2 separate regions of the Mus musculus genome follow, and region 1 is linked to region 2. A link is a contact called in public Micro-C data. All regions are on one chromosome and are shown on one strand. The core of a region is the stretch at or near the end of the contact, and the rest is flanking DNA. Distances in the headings are between cores, read along the strand shown.

Evidence for each region. Hi-C and Micro-C count contacts between places; a contact is called where the count stands out from the background.
Region 1: a contact with region 2 is called in a Micro-C map of the G1E-ER4 cell line, with 2.2 times the contacts expected there. The contact joins two enhancer-like sites. A contact is called at or near these places in 3 of 39 promoter capture datasets (the 3T3-L1 cell line, 3T3-L1-derived adipocytes and embryonic stem cells), 17 of 484 Hi-C or Micro-C datasets (the Ba/F3 cell line, the C10 cell line, the G1E-ER4 cell line and 10 more), 9 of 115 datasets of contacts at active chromatin or transcription factors (bone marrow-derived macrophages, embryonic midbrain, embryonic stem cells and 3 more) and 2 of 9 other capture datasets (adipose tissue and pancreatic islet).

What each region holds. Positions count from the first base shown.
Region 1 is chr4:150,552,755-150,558,821 of GRCm38.p6, forward strand. The region is part of intron 11 of Rere (arginine glutamic acid dipeptide (RE) repeats); the gene reads left to right. Among named protein-coding and RNA genes, the nearest start is that of Gm52709, 88 kb to the left of the region's middle. Within about 2 kb of position 3,842, at least 225 of the 459 cell types and tissues checked have an H3K27ac peak or open chromatin away from gene starts, as enhancers often do. A contact at or near this core is called in the Ba/F3 cell line, the G1E-ER4 cell line, the HPC-7 cell line and 2 more, where this site is marked.
Region 2 is chr4:150,458,698-150,464,430 of GRCm38.p6, forward strand. All of the region lies in intron 4 of Rere (arginine glutamic acid dipeptide (RE) repeats), which reads left to right. It overlaps Gm52709 (a long non-coding RNA gene), which reads right to left. Exons shown (of 2, transcript XR_003955312.1): 1 at 4,924-5,733; 2 at 1-2,125. Among named protein-coding and RNA genes, the nearest start is that of Gm52709, 5.9 kb to the right of the region's middle. Within about 2 kb of position 2,899, at least 56 of the 459 cell types and tissues checked have an H3K27ac peak or open chromatin away from gene starts, as enhancers often do. A contact at or near this core is called in the Ba/F3 cell line, the G1E-ER4 cell line, the HPC-7 cell line and 2 more, where this site is marked.

The DNA.
Region 1 (6,067 bases), core at 2,592-5,091, 95 kb after region 2:
GAGGGAGGCAGGGTTGGGGAGTGGGTGGGCACGCACCTAACACTCTGAGGCATCATCCTGTTGTCCGTTTGCTTACTCACCCAGGAAGGTTAGGTCTCTGCTGTGTGGGGAGAGCATTGTCTTAACAGTGAAGTTGGGGGTAACTGTGACTTCCAAGATTGGGAAGGAATCTTACAGAAGCTGTGGGCGATGGTTTCCTGTGGACCGAGATAGGACTGAGGAAAGTGTCTGAACTTAAAATGGGACTCTATGGTAGGATTCCCTTGTCACCATGGTTTCGTTTTCTTTGAAGCTTCCTCAGTATAGTATATTTTATCAAAAAGTCTGAAAGGCCTAAGATAAACAAAAAAAGACAAAGAGGAGCCTAATGTGTGGATGATTCGCTTCCTTCTGTGAAAGGAAGCAAATCTCTCTCCTTTTTTAAGCCCAGAGAGAATTTTTTTTTTTTCTGCTCTTAGCAGATTAGATCTTTTTTTTTTTTTTTTTCTTTTTGAGACAGGGTTTCTCTGTGTAGCCCTGGCCGTCCTGGAACTCACTTTGTAGACCAGGCTGGCCTCGAACTCAGAAATCCGCCTGCCCTGCCTCCCAAGTGCTGGGATTAAAGGCGTGCGCCACCACGCCCGGCTAGCAGATTAGATCTTAGTGCATGAGCCACAATGTCCGACTGCCTGCCCTCTGAGCACCCTGTGAGACTGGTGTCCTGTTCATCTTTGGTCTGTGATTTCCTCCAGAGTAAGAAACTTGTCTCACCACTCAGTTGTCTCCTTTCTGACTCATGGAGCCAGCCTCTCGGGGTGTGTGACTGCTTAAAGCACAAAAAGCAAAAGTCAAATAGCCTTGATTTCTGGGAGTCAGTGCCTTGGACTCCTTTCTCTCAGGACAGGGACTAATTCGACAGTTCGGCTCTAAGTACCTAGGAAGGAAATGCCACTGAACTGACAGTTACTAAATGGCTGTCAGGACAAGGTTTCTGGCAGACATGACAACCTCAACAGAAGGGGGTGATACTGTAAGGACAGAAGTCAGAATGTGGGAAGGTCCCCTGAGGCCAGCACAGAGGAAGATGCAATGCTGGGACTAGCTCTGGAGCCCTCACTGGCTCTACAGAGTTAATCCAGAGTGTGCTGAGTCTAGTTGATACGGACAGTGCTTGCTTGGTACTCCAGAGAATTTCCATGTCTCTCTTCAGTTGGTACAAAGTAAAACAAAACTTAAAAAAAAAAATTGTCCCAACCCCCACCAGGCATGGTAGCACTACTGTAATCACCAGCATTTAGAAACCAGAGCCAGGTGACCTAGGCCAGCACGCTATCTCAAAAGAACACAGTGCAGAAGCTGCATGTGAAGCATCTAGAAGAAGGTCCCTGCAACCATTCACACTGACCATTTTAGTCTCTCATGCAGCCCAGGCTGGAGGTTTCGAACTCTGTTCCTCCTGTCTCACCCTCCAGTGTAACCAATACTTCTTGTGTGCTAGACAACACTCCACTCGCTGAGCCATATCACTAGCCATCTGGCAGTTGTCGTTGTGTGTCTTGTTTGTTTGCTTTGTGTGTTTTTGTGTGTATGTGGTTTTTTTTTTTTATCATGAGGATGTCATTTCCAATGTACAAATGTTGACATTTAAAATAAAATGGGTGTCTAGAGAACTCCTCGGTGGTTAAGAGTACTTAATGTCTTACAGGGGACCCTGGTTTAGTTCCCAGCACCAAATGGTGGCTCACAATGTCTGTTAGCTCCAGTCTAGGAGTTCCTATGCTCTCTATGCCTCCAGAAGTCCCAGGAACATGGTGCGCAGACATAAGGCAAACTAAAACTCATCCATCATACACATTCCCAAGTGCGTGTCATCGCTGCCTGGTGAATGCGGTGGACTTTCTAAAAATTAGCTCTTAGATGAACATTAGCATGAGGTGATGTTCTGCTCATTCCCGTTTGTCAGTTATTTGTAGATGTCAGTGCCAGGAAGCCATGCTTACGTGAATAAACAGATGGAAATTAAGGGTTGCCAGCACCACTGATTTACCTGAGTTCCTTCCATAATAATGCCCAAAGTATGATCTGTTGTTGGGTTCTGTTTTCAGTTGCCTAACAAATGGTATTTCATCAAAACTTCAATTAGGTTGAAAACAGAATTAAAAAGTATCTAAAGCCGGGTGTGGTGGCACACGCACACCTTTAATCCCAGCACTCGGGAGGCAGAGGCAAGTGGATTTCTGAGTTCGAGGCCAGCCTGGTCTACAGAGTGAGTTCCAGGACAGCCAGGGCTACACAGAGAAACCCTGTCCCAGAAAACAACAACAACAACAAAAAGTATCCAACTTAGCCCTGGGGCCTTGAATTGTGCTCTATGCAGTGCCCTGAGAGCACCAAAGCTTCCTCCTAAGAGAAGAGGGGAGGGAAGAAAGCCGGAGGTGGTGAAGCACACTCTAATCTCAGGAGCAGAGGCCAGTGGATCTCTAGGAGTTCAAGCCAGATTGAGTTCCAGGAAAGCCAAGGCTACACAGAGAAACCCTGTCTCAATAATAAAAACAGACAACAACAGAAACAAATAAATAGAGATGAGAAGGAAAGGTAGATACCGGCCCTCTCTGACAGATGAATCCTACGAAAGCTGAGGGTTTGGAAATGGATTCCCTAAGAACTATTTGAATCATCAGTCTGGTCCCCAGGAGAGTCCTGGAGACCTGGTAGGATATGGGTTGGTAGTATAAAGAGAGGGTCATCCTGGGCGCCCAAGCATGAACTGGCTGACATTGCTTTGATAGAATACTTCTGCCCTTGTACTCTGAAGCCCATGTTGTGAGCTCACACTGAAAAAAAATGCACACCACCACCTCTTCCCTATAGCAGACCCTCAGGTAGTTTTGCTCTTTATTGTTAATGTAGCACACACACCACTCCAGCACACCTTTTAAAATGTTCAGGTGCCGGGCGTGGTGGCGCACGCCTTTAATCCCAGTACTTAGGAGGCAGAGGCAGGCAGATTTCTGAGTTTGAGGCCAGCTTGGTCTACAAAGTGAGTTCCAGGACACCCAAGGCTACACAGAGAAACCCTGTCTAGAAAAATCAAAAAAGAAAAAAAAGGAAAAAATGTTTAGGTGGAGCTGGAGAAATGTCTTGCTGGTAAGACTTGGCCACTCTCAAGAGGCCCTGGCTTCAGTTCCCAGTACCCACATTGCTGTGGACAGGAGCCTGTAAGTCTAGTTCTAAGGTATATGACACCATCTTCTGGCCTTCTCAGGGACTGCACAAATGCAGTGCACTACATACATGCAGGCAAACACTTAATATACATAAAAATAAACTTTAAAAATGTTTTAGTGATGGAATTTCATTATCACTGGCTCCCTCTGAAGTCCCATGTATTTAGGCAAACACAAACTGTTTTTTAGGAGACTTAGGTTGGCCAGAATGACAAAGTATCTATGGCATAAAACAGATTAAGAATTGCCCCTTGTTTCTGGAACATTCAAGATGTCAGGTTCAATGCCATGGCCTCAGAGTTGGTACTTATTATACCTGTGGGCGCCGTGTGTGCTGGCTTAGGACACAGACCCTAGGGGCTGCGCATGCTTCCTTAGACTCTTGTGTCTCAAACTGGTCAAATCAACATTATCCTAAGAATAGAATGCATTCTGATAATCCAGGTCACAGTTAAGCATTTGGGAGTCCAGTTGGAACCACCAGCACGTGTGGCTTCCAGGAGGTCCTTGATCAACCCTGAAGAGGAAGGACACTCTTGTTGTCTCTAAGCCACAGTGAACAGTTGAAGAGTTTCTTGGTTTTTATCAAGCAGTTGTGACTTCCCCTGTAACGTAGTTGTCTGGGTTGTTCCTTTAACGTCCTCCTCCATCAGTCGCTGTTCTCCTTCCGGTGCTTCTCTGGCTGCTGATTTCCTCTGCGCACCAGGTCCCCTGACTTGAAATGACAAGGCCGCATTTAGCTCAGGTTTCTCAAACGCTGCGACTTCATCTCGTTTACAGTATCACATTTCTGTTGCAGTACACTGTGTGATCTGGGCCTCCCCACAGCATTTTAACAATTGGTAATTGGGCAGGAAGTATGTTTTTATTACAGGGGCCTTTTGATTTTGATTTTACAGTCATGTCGTGTTTAGCAGAGAGCAGGAGGTGGGCAAGTAGTGCTCTGAAACACATTTGTGACAGAGAGAAGTCTGTTGTTTCAGCCACTTGGCTATCTGTCAGCTCTTCTCAGACTTCCCCCTTGTGCTGGTTGCCTGGCAACCTGGGGCTGGAGCAATCAAACCGTGGCCAGTGCTTTTCCAAGCCCAGATTGGGAGATGATTTATTGGTGAAACTGTAAGCACCGTAAACCAAGCCTTAGAAATGGATCTCTCTTCCCCTCCCCCTCTCGGTTTATAGGAACGACGTTGCGAAAAGATAAAAGAAGGAAGTTAATTGGAGGATTTTTATCACACATACACACAGAAAAGAATAAAATTAGGTCCTTGTTGTGTCCACATATTGTTATTGGAACTTCTTCCTTTATTGCTTTCTTTTTTTTCTCTCTCCTTTTTTTTTTTTTTTTCCTTCGAGACAGGGTTTCTCTGTGTAGCCCTGGCTGTCCTGGAACTCACTCTGTAGACCAGGCTGGCCTGGAACTCAGAAATCTGCCTGCCTCTGCCTCCCAAGTGCTGGGTTTAAAGGTGTGCACCACCACTGCCCAGCTGGTGGGTCTCTTTCAAGCGTGTGCACAGTATGTGTCTGTGTGAGCACAGTATGTGTCTGTGTGAGCACAATATGTGTCTGTGTGAGCACAATATGTGTCTGTGTGAGCACAATATGTGTCTGTGTGAGCCTATTATAGAAGACAGGGCTTCTGATTGTTCTTTCTGAACACGCCCAGGCTCCCCACTTTCTGCTTCTGCCCATGCTGCCTTTTCTCCCATCCCCCACATTACCTCCACTTTTCTTTTTTGAGATAATCTTTCAGTGTAGCTAGCCTAGCCTTGAACAGCTGTCTTGCCTTCACCAGCAAAATGCCAGAAGTAATGGGTGCCCCCTGCTCCTAACTAAAGTCACTCTAGCAAGATGGATTTTCCTGCCAAAATGAAACTCCACAGCTCTTATGACAGTATCTCCTTCCTAACCTCAGATACCTTCTCCAACAAACAAGTGCAGGGAACCATGTTCTGCATCAGAAGGGAGGAGGGGGCAGAAAAGTCTCAGCTTGCAGCTCAGTGTGTCCAACTGTGAATGCAAATGCATTAGTAGTGTGTTTGTATCCCTTTTAAGCAGATAGAGCTGATCTGTTTGTGTGTGTGATTTACACACAGCTGTGTTCATGTTCCCTCAGTATCAATATTTTTAGCAAAAGTGAGGTATCATGGGAGCACTGTTGTTCTGAACAGAAACCAGCAGGGCAGCCTTGTGATTGGCTCATACCAGCTTTCTATCTAGAAGCCTCCCTTTAGGGACTTGCCTGAGTGTGATAGCCATCATTCACGGGGGCAGAGTGAGCAAACACAGTGCCTGTGGTGGGTAGGAGACAGTGACTGCTGGTTGACAGGAAGCTTACTGGTGACTGAGGTCTGCCTTTGATGGAAGTGCTTCTTAGCTCCACTGGACTGCATTTCTTAAAAAGACATTGACTTTCCTTCCCTTTGGGCTCATAATCTTGTTTTGTTTTGTTTTTAAAGATTTATTTATTTATTTATTATATGTAAGTACACTGTACCTGTCTTCAGACACTCCAGAAGAGGGAGTCAAATCTCGTTACGGATGGTTGTGGGCCACCATGTGGTTGCTGGGATTTGAACTCCGGACCTTTGGAAGAGCAGTCGGGTGCTCTTACCCACTGAGCCATCTCACCAGCCCTCATAATCTTGTTTTATGGGTTTTTTTTCTTCTTTGAGTAGGATCTCACTACGTAGCCCTGGATGGTCTGGAATGTACCATGTACACCAGACAGACTGGCTTTGAACTTACAGAGATCAGCCTGCCTCTGCCTCTCCAGTTCTGGGGCTAAAGATGTGAACTACCATGCCCAGCTGGTTTTCTTTGCTTTGGTCGGTGATATCTTAGCTGAACTCAGTGAGGAACTC
Region 2 (5,733 bases), core at 1,649-4,148:
GCCACCATGTGGCTGCTGGGAATTGAACTCAGGACCTCTGGAAGAGCAGTCAGTGCTCTTCTTTAACCACTGAGCCATCTCTCCAGCCCTAGATATCAGATTTTTGTAGTTATTTTGTGTATGTGCAAAAAATATTTTTAGAGGGACAGGAGAGCTGGGTTAGCCATTAAGAGCACTCGCTGCTCTTGCAGAGAGGACCTGGACTCAGTTTCCAGCACTCATATCGGGTGACTCACAGTCAACCTATAACTCCAATTCCAGGGGATCTGGCATCGTCTTCTGGCCTCTGGGCTTTCCACATAGATGGTATATATAAACACACATACACATATTCAGGCAAACACTCATACATAAAATGAAATATATTTAAAAATACTTTTAGAATAAGTTGCCATGAGTGATATTGTTGGGGAGGCAGCCGATGAGTGTACTTGTTATTTTGATCATTGTTACCCAGGTTTCCTCCACAAGGCTCTGTGCATGGTGTGTGCCTTTGGGCACGGTGTGTGCCTCTGTGGAAGTCTGCTTTTCTAACATGATCTCATCTGGCAACTTTGCCAACCTGAACAGCACCGTCTCTGTTGGCTTATGTTTTATTTATGTTTTCTCAGGGTTTCACTTTTAAAAGGCTTTATTTTACTGAGGTGGGGGTGGGGTGGGGGTGGGGTGGGGTTGATATCAAGGCTATGTAGCTTCCTGTGGATGTCAGAAGAGGGCGTCAGAATAACTTTGGAATTGAGTGTGAATTATAAATAGAGCTTTACTTTTTCTCAGGACTTCCTGATAATCTTGACAGCATGTACTAAGTAGTTGAGCTATCTTTATCATGCATGCGTTTATCATTAGAATTCATTTCCCCAGTCCTTTATCTGACTAACACCAATTTACACAAAGGTTGCAAGTCCAATACAAAGACCACTTACCTTCTTAATTATTTGAGGAAAAGTTGCCACATGATGCCTTATGATTCTCAAGTTACAAGGGGTTTTCCCCACATGCACAAATAAAAATACCTTGTTACAGAATGTGCAAATCAGGAGTTTTCCCAGTCATCACTGATGCATCATTGCTGGGTAATCTTTGGTGTTCATACACGTCCCCTCAGTTCTGTATCTTTGTAGAGAAACGGTTTTCTTCCTCTTCCTTGAACATTCTTTTTCCAATTGTCATGACTCTGGGGCTTTTGAAGGCTACTCTTTTTTCTCAGTTTTCTGTGCATGTTGCTGCCTCCTCCTCCTCCTCTTCCTCCTCTTCCTCCTCTTCCTCCTCCTCCTCCTCCTCCTCCTCCTCCTCCGTCTCACTTTGTCTTTCCAGTGTGGTCTTGTCTTTCCTTTGACCACTCACTGCGTCCCCTGGGCCTGTCTCTCTTCGTTCTTTGCAGACTGGCACTGCTCACTTGGAACAGCATCTGCTAGGAGAATTGCGTGCTTGCTTGTGTATCTTTGTGAAGTTCATCCATGTTGTATGTTGATTTTCTTTCCTTGTTGTATCATAAGGATACGATACAATTTGTCCTAATTCTACTGATGATGGGTATTTAGACAATTGCAAAGATTCCAGCATATCTTCTGCAGTGGGCGTTCAGATCAGTGACAATACAGGCTGTTGGAGAGTAGTCGCGGAGTATTGAATAGTAGCTTCATTTGACTACTTGTCATTTGCAAAGTGTCATATTTTTTTTCTTTCTTCCTTTCTGTTTTGTTTTGTTTTTCAAGACAGGCTTTCTCTGTGTAACAGACCCTGGCTGTCCTGGAACTCCCTTTGTAGACCAGGCTGGCCTCGAACTCACGAGATCACCCTGCTTCTGCCTCCCGTGTGCTTTGATTAAAGGTGTGTGCAGCCAAGTGTCATATTTCTTTCTAACAGCTGCTCAAATGCACGTTCTTTTCATGTTCATATGGGATACTTACCACAATGACTGTGTTAGGTCATAGTTTCCAGGATGAATGGAATCTTTGAGAGGTTTCTTGAACAAGCTGAGCCTCAGCTGAGCAAACAAGGCGAGACAGCTGTATTTGGGGTTCTGATTCAGTCTTCTTATAGGTAGAGAGTTTTGTGTGACAGGTATATCCAGCCCTTGGCATTTGGCTATGATATTGCCATCTACAGAGTTCTTGCTTGAAACCTATGCAATTGAGTTACAAAAAAGAAATGAAGAGGAAACAATCTCATATTTAAATCATTTATGATCTCGTTCTTGGCTGCAGGGCCGAGGCATCAGTTTAAATGCTTGGTCGTTATGGTTACTTCCATCCCCCTCCCCCCCCCACCTATGAAGCAGCCAAAGCTGTCTTTCTAGCTTTTTCTTCCAGCCTCAGAAACTTTTGAGAAGACTACTAATTTTAAGGAATATAATAGCCAAAGAAATTAAACAGCAATGTAAATAAGTGTTGTTTGCCTGGCGTCCTGTGCTTACTAAATGGCAGGTTTCATTGCTCCTGACTTTTTTCTTTGGTCCCCCTGCACTTAGTGATTATCTATCTGACTTAGGGCCCAGGAGTGGGCCTGCTGCTCCTGTGGAAAGCAAGCTTTACAGGCTCTCTGGACGTCCCCATCCCCGGCTGCTGTCACTGACCTTTTCTAGAACACTCAGTCCCTAGCAGGCGCTCGTTAAATACTGATTGTATGGTTTGATGAAAGAATGCCTTAAAATGAATTAGCACTTATTTTTGCCAGTTGTTTTCACTTATTTCTGTAAGTAATCTTCTCTGGAAGTTTCTAGAGACATCTTTACCTGACAGTTGGTTTGACCTTCACCTGGAATTTGGTTTGTCTGAAGTTGTTCCTGGTGGAGATGGCTGCACAGCAGCTCCATAGAATGGTGTGTCCTATAAATGGGAAGTGTGTGGGAGAGCGGAGGATCAGGGCATCACTTTCTAGTAATCTTGAAGGCCAGCTGTCTCAGCATGGCCGTGGTGGCTCTGAGTTGTGGCTTTGTGGTAATGGAAGTGGCCCCCATCTTATGTCTGGGCTGATAACACAAATTCGGTGCATGACTCAAACTTATTCAGCATTACAAGTAATTTTAGTTTATGTAAATTATATCTCAATAATTAAAGAATAGCCTAAAATTAAAACTGGTTTTTCAAAAATGAGGACAGTGATTTCAAAGAAAAAAATCATTCTAAGACATTAGTGCTGGAACATGATGAAGTTTTTTGACAAAAATCCCTATTTTAAAATGTTTGTGACACTTCGATTTCTCCATTGCCATCCCCACCCCCACACTTAAAAAAAAGAAAAGAAAAGAACTGAACGTTTTCCCAGCTCTGCTTACACTTGAGTGAATACACTAATCGATTACCCAGGGATTAACAAAGCCTTCTCATTTCCTGCTTCCATTTCTCCTCTGCAGCAGCCAGTGGCCCTTTGTTGTCCTACATGTGGAGTGAGATAAGCTTCCAGGGCATGTTTGTATTAGAAAAATGGTGTAGATGGAAAAGTTATATAAATAGACCAACAGGTATTAGAGGTTACAGTCTTTGTTTTCATTTGAGTAAGTAGGAAAAAGAAATATAATTAAGACATCTAAAACAAGAAAAACTAATTTACATAAAATGGGAAATGTAATGTTTCAGTGTTTCTACTGATTTTCTCATTTCTTAACCAGCTATTTGAATTATTTATGACCAGTTAGGAGTGTTAGCTGTAATTAGATTTCTGTTATTATGTGGGCAAACTTTAACTTAAAGCAGTGGCTTCTAACCCTGCAAGTCTTAAATGCAAATGTTTGCTCTGAAAGTTATTTTCCCATGTTAACCAGGCCTACTATCCTGAAGCACAATTCAGAAAGCAGCAGAACAGGAGGCTCAGCTCTTGGAACCGGGCAATGTTGCCAGGCTCCTTTAAAGTCGATGTGACTGGTGGCAGGGGGCCAAATGTTCCAGCTCCAGAAGAAAGTGAAATTAAAAGTACTGTTCATTTTCTGAATTTGGTTTGTTGAAAGTATAGTCTTGCTGACCGCGGTGGCACACACCTTTAATCTCAAGGATCAGGAGGTAGAGCCAAGTGGATCCCTGTGAGTTTGAGGCCAGGGAGTTTCAGGACAGCCAAAGTTAGTTATATAGTGAGAACCTGTCTCTAAACAAAACCAGGGCTGGGAAGATTGCTCAGTAGTTAAGCACACCTTGCTCTCCCAGACCTAAATTCAGTTCCCAGCACCATAGCAGGTGGCTCCCACTTATCTGTCATTCCAGTTACAAAGGCATCTGATTCCCTTGGCCTCTGTTAATTTAAAAATTAACCCTGGGGACCGGAGAGATGACTCAATGGCTTCCAGAGTACCTGGGTTCAAATCCCAGCACCCACATGGCAGCTCAGAACTGTCTGTAACTCCAGAATATGATAGTCCCACACAGACATACATGCAGGCAAAACACCAACACACATTGAAAGAGAGAAGGAAGGAAGAAAGTAAAGAAAAGAGGAGAGGGAGGAGAGGAAAGAGAGGGAGAAGAGAGGAAGAAATTGGGGGGAGGGCCTCAGTAATTTTTAAGATTTTACTCAATGCCTGGGTATGGTGGCACTTTTAATTTCAGCATTCAGGAGGCAGAGGGAGGTGGATCTCTGTGATTTTGAGGCCAGCATGCCTGGTCTACATAGTGAGCTCCAGGCCAGCCAGAGAACCTGTATCAGAAAGACTGATTCCCTGGGATTAAGAAACTTGAGGACATAAAACAGTGTTGACCAATACAAATCTTCAGAATATTTTGCCATCAAACTTAAGAGTAGTCTCTGAGATACATCTTTAGCCGTGAGTTGGTCATTTTAGTTTTTAAAATCATGTGACCCTGTGATCATGAGATGTCAGACTCAGCTTGTATACCTTCTAGTGTTTCCATGCCCTGCGGTCAAGGTGTCTTCACTGTTCTATTGTTGTAAAGAGACACCATGACTACTTTATGTAAGAGAACATTTACTCACAGTTTCAGAGGGTTGTCCACGGCGATAGCAGGCACGGCACTGGACAGTAGCTGAGGGGGTGCTGTGTACTGTATCAGAGGGGGGCAGAGGCTAGACCCAACCCCAGTGACACACCTCCAAGAAGGCCACACCTACTAACCCTTCCTAAACCATCCACCCACTGGGAACCGGACCTTCCAATGTCTGAGCCTGTGTGTCCATTCTCAGGCAGAACCCCAACTCTCCACCTCTGCTTTACACCCCGTAGCTGGTGTTAGGGAGTCCTGTGACTTCCCTCTTTGTTCCTCTACTTGGGTGTCACCATTACTGTCAACTGCCGCTCAGTTATTAATAAGATGGCAAATTTAAACTTGTTAAAGCTTGAGTTTTGATAAAAGAAGTTCTTAAAATAGTCAAGCTTTGGTGGAAACTTAGGGAAACCAAGCAGCTTCCTACTAAGTTGATTGTGAACAAAACATTTTCTCTCCCTGTAATGGGAGAGATTCTATGGATCAAATAGAAAATTTGTGATTATGTTTATCTGGTATGACTGTAGCTCCTGGAGTAAACATAATATTTATATGGGAATTACTTTTTAGTTGCTTATCCTGTAAAATTGAGCCTCACAGCCCAAAGTTTGGACTTTTTCAAAGCCTGTGTTTAATTTAGTACATTAGTCAGTATCTTCCAGAGAGACAGAACCAATAAGAAGTGGGTAGGGCAGGGTGTGGTAGGGATGGCTCCCACCATTATGGAAGTAATGAGGTTTTACCTTGGGCCCCCTGCACACTGGAGACCTGGGGAAGCGAGTAGCATAGCTCAGCGGCTCTG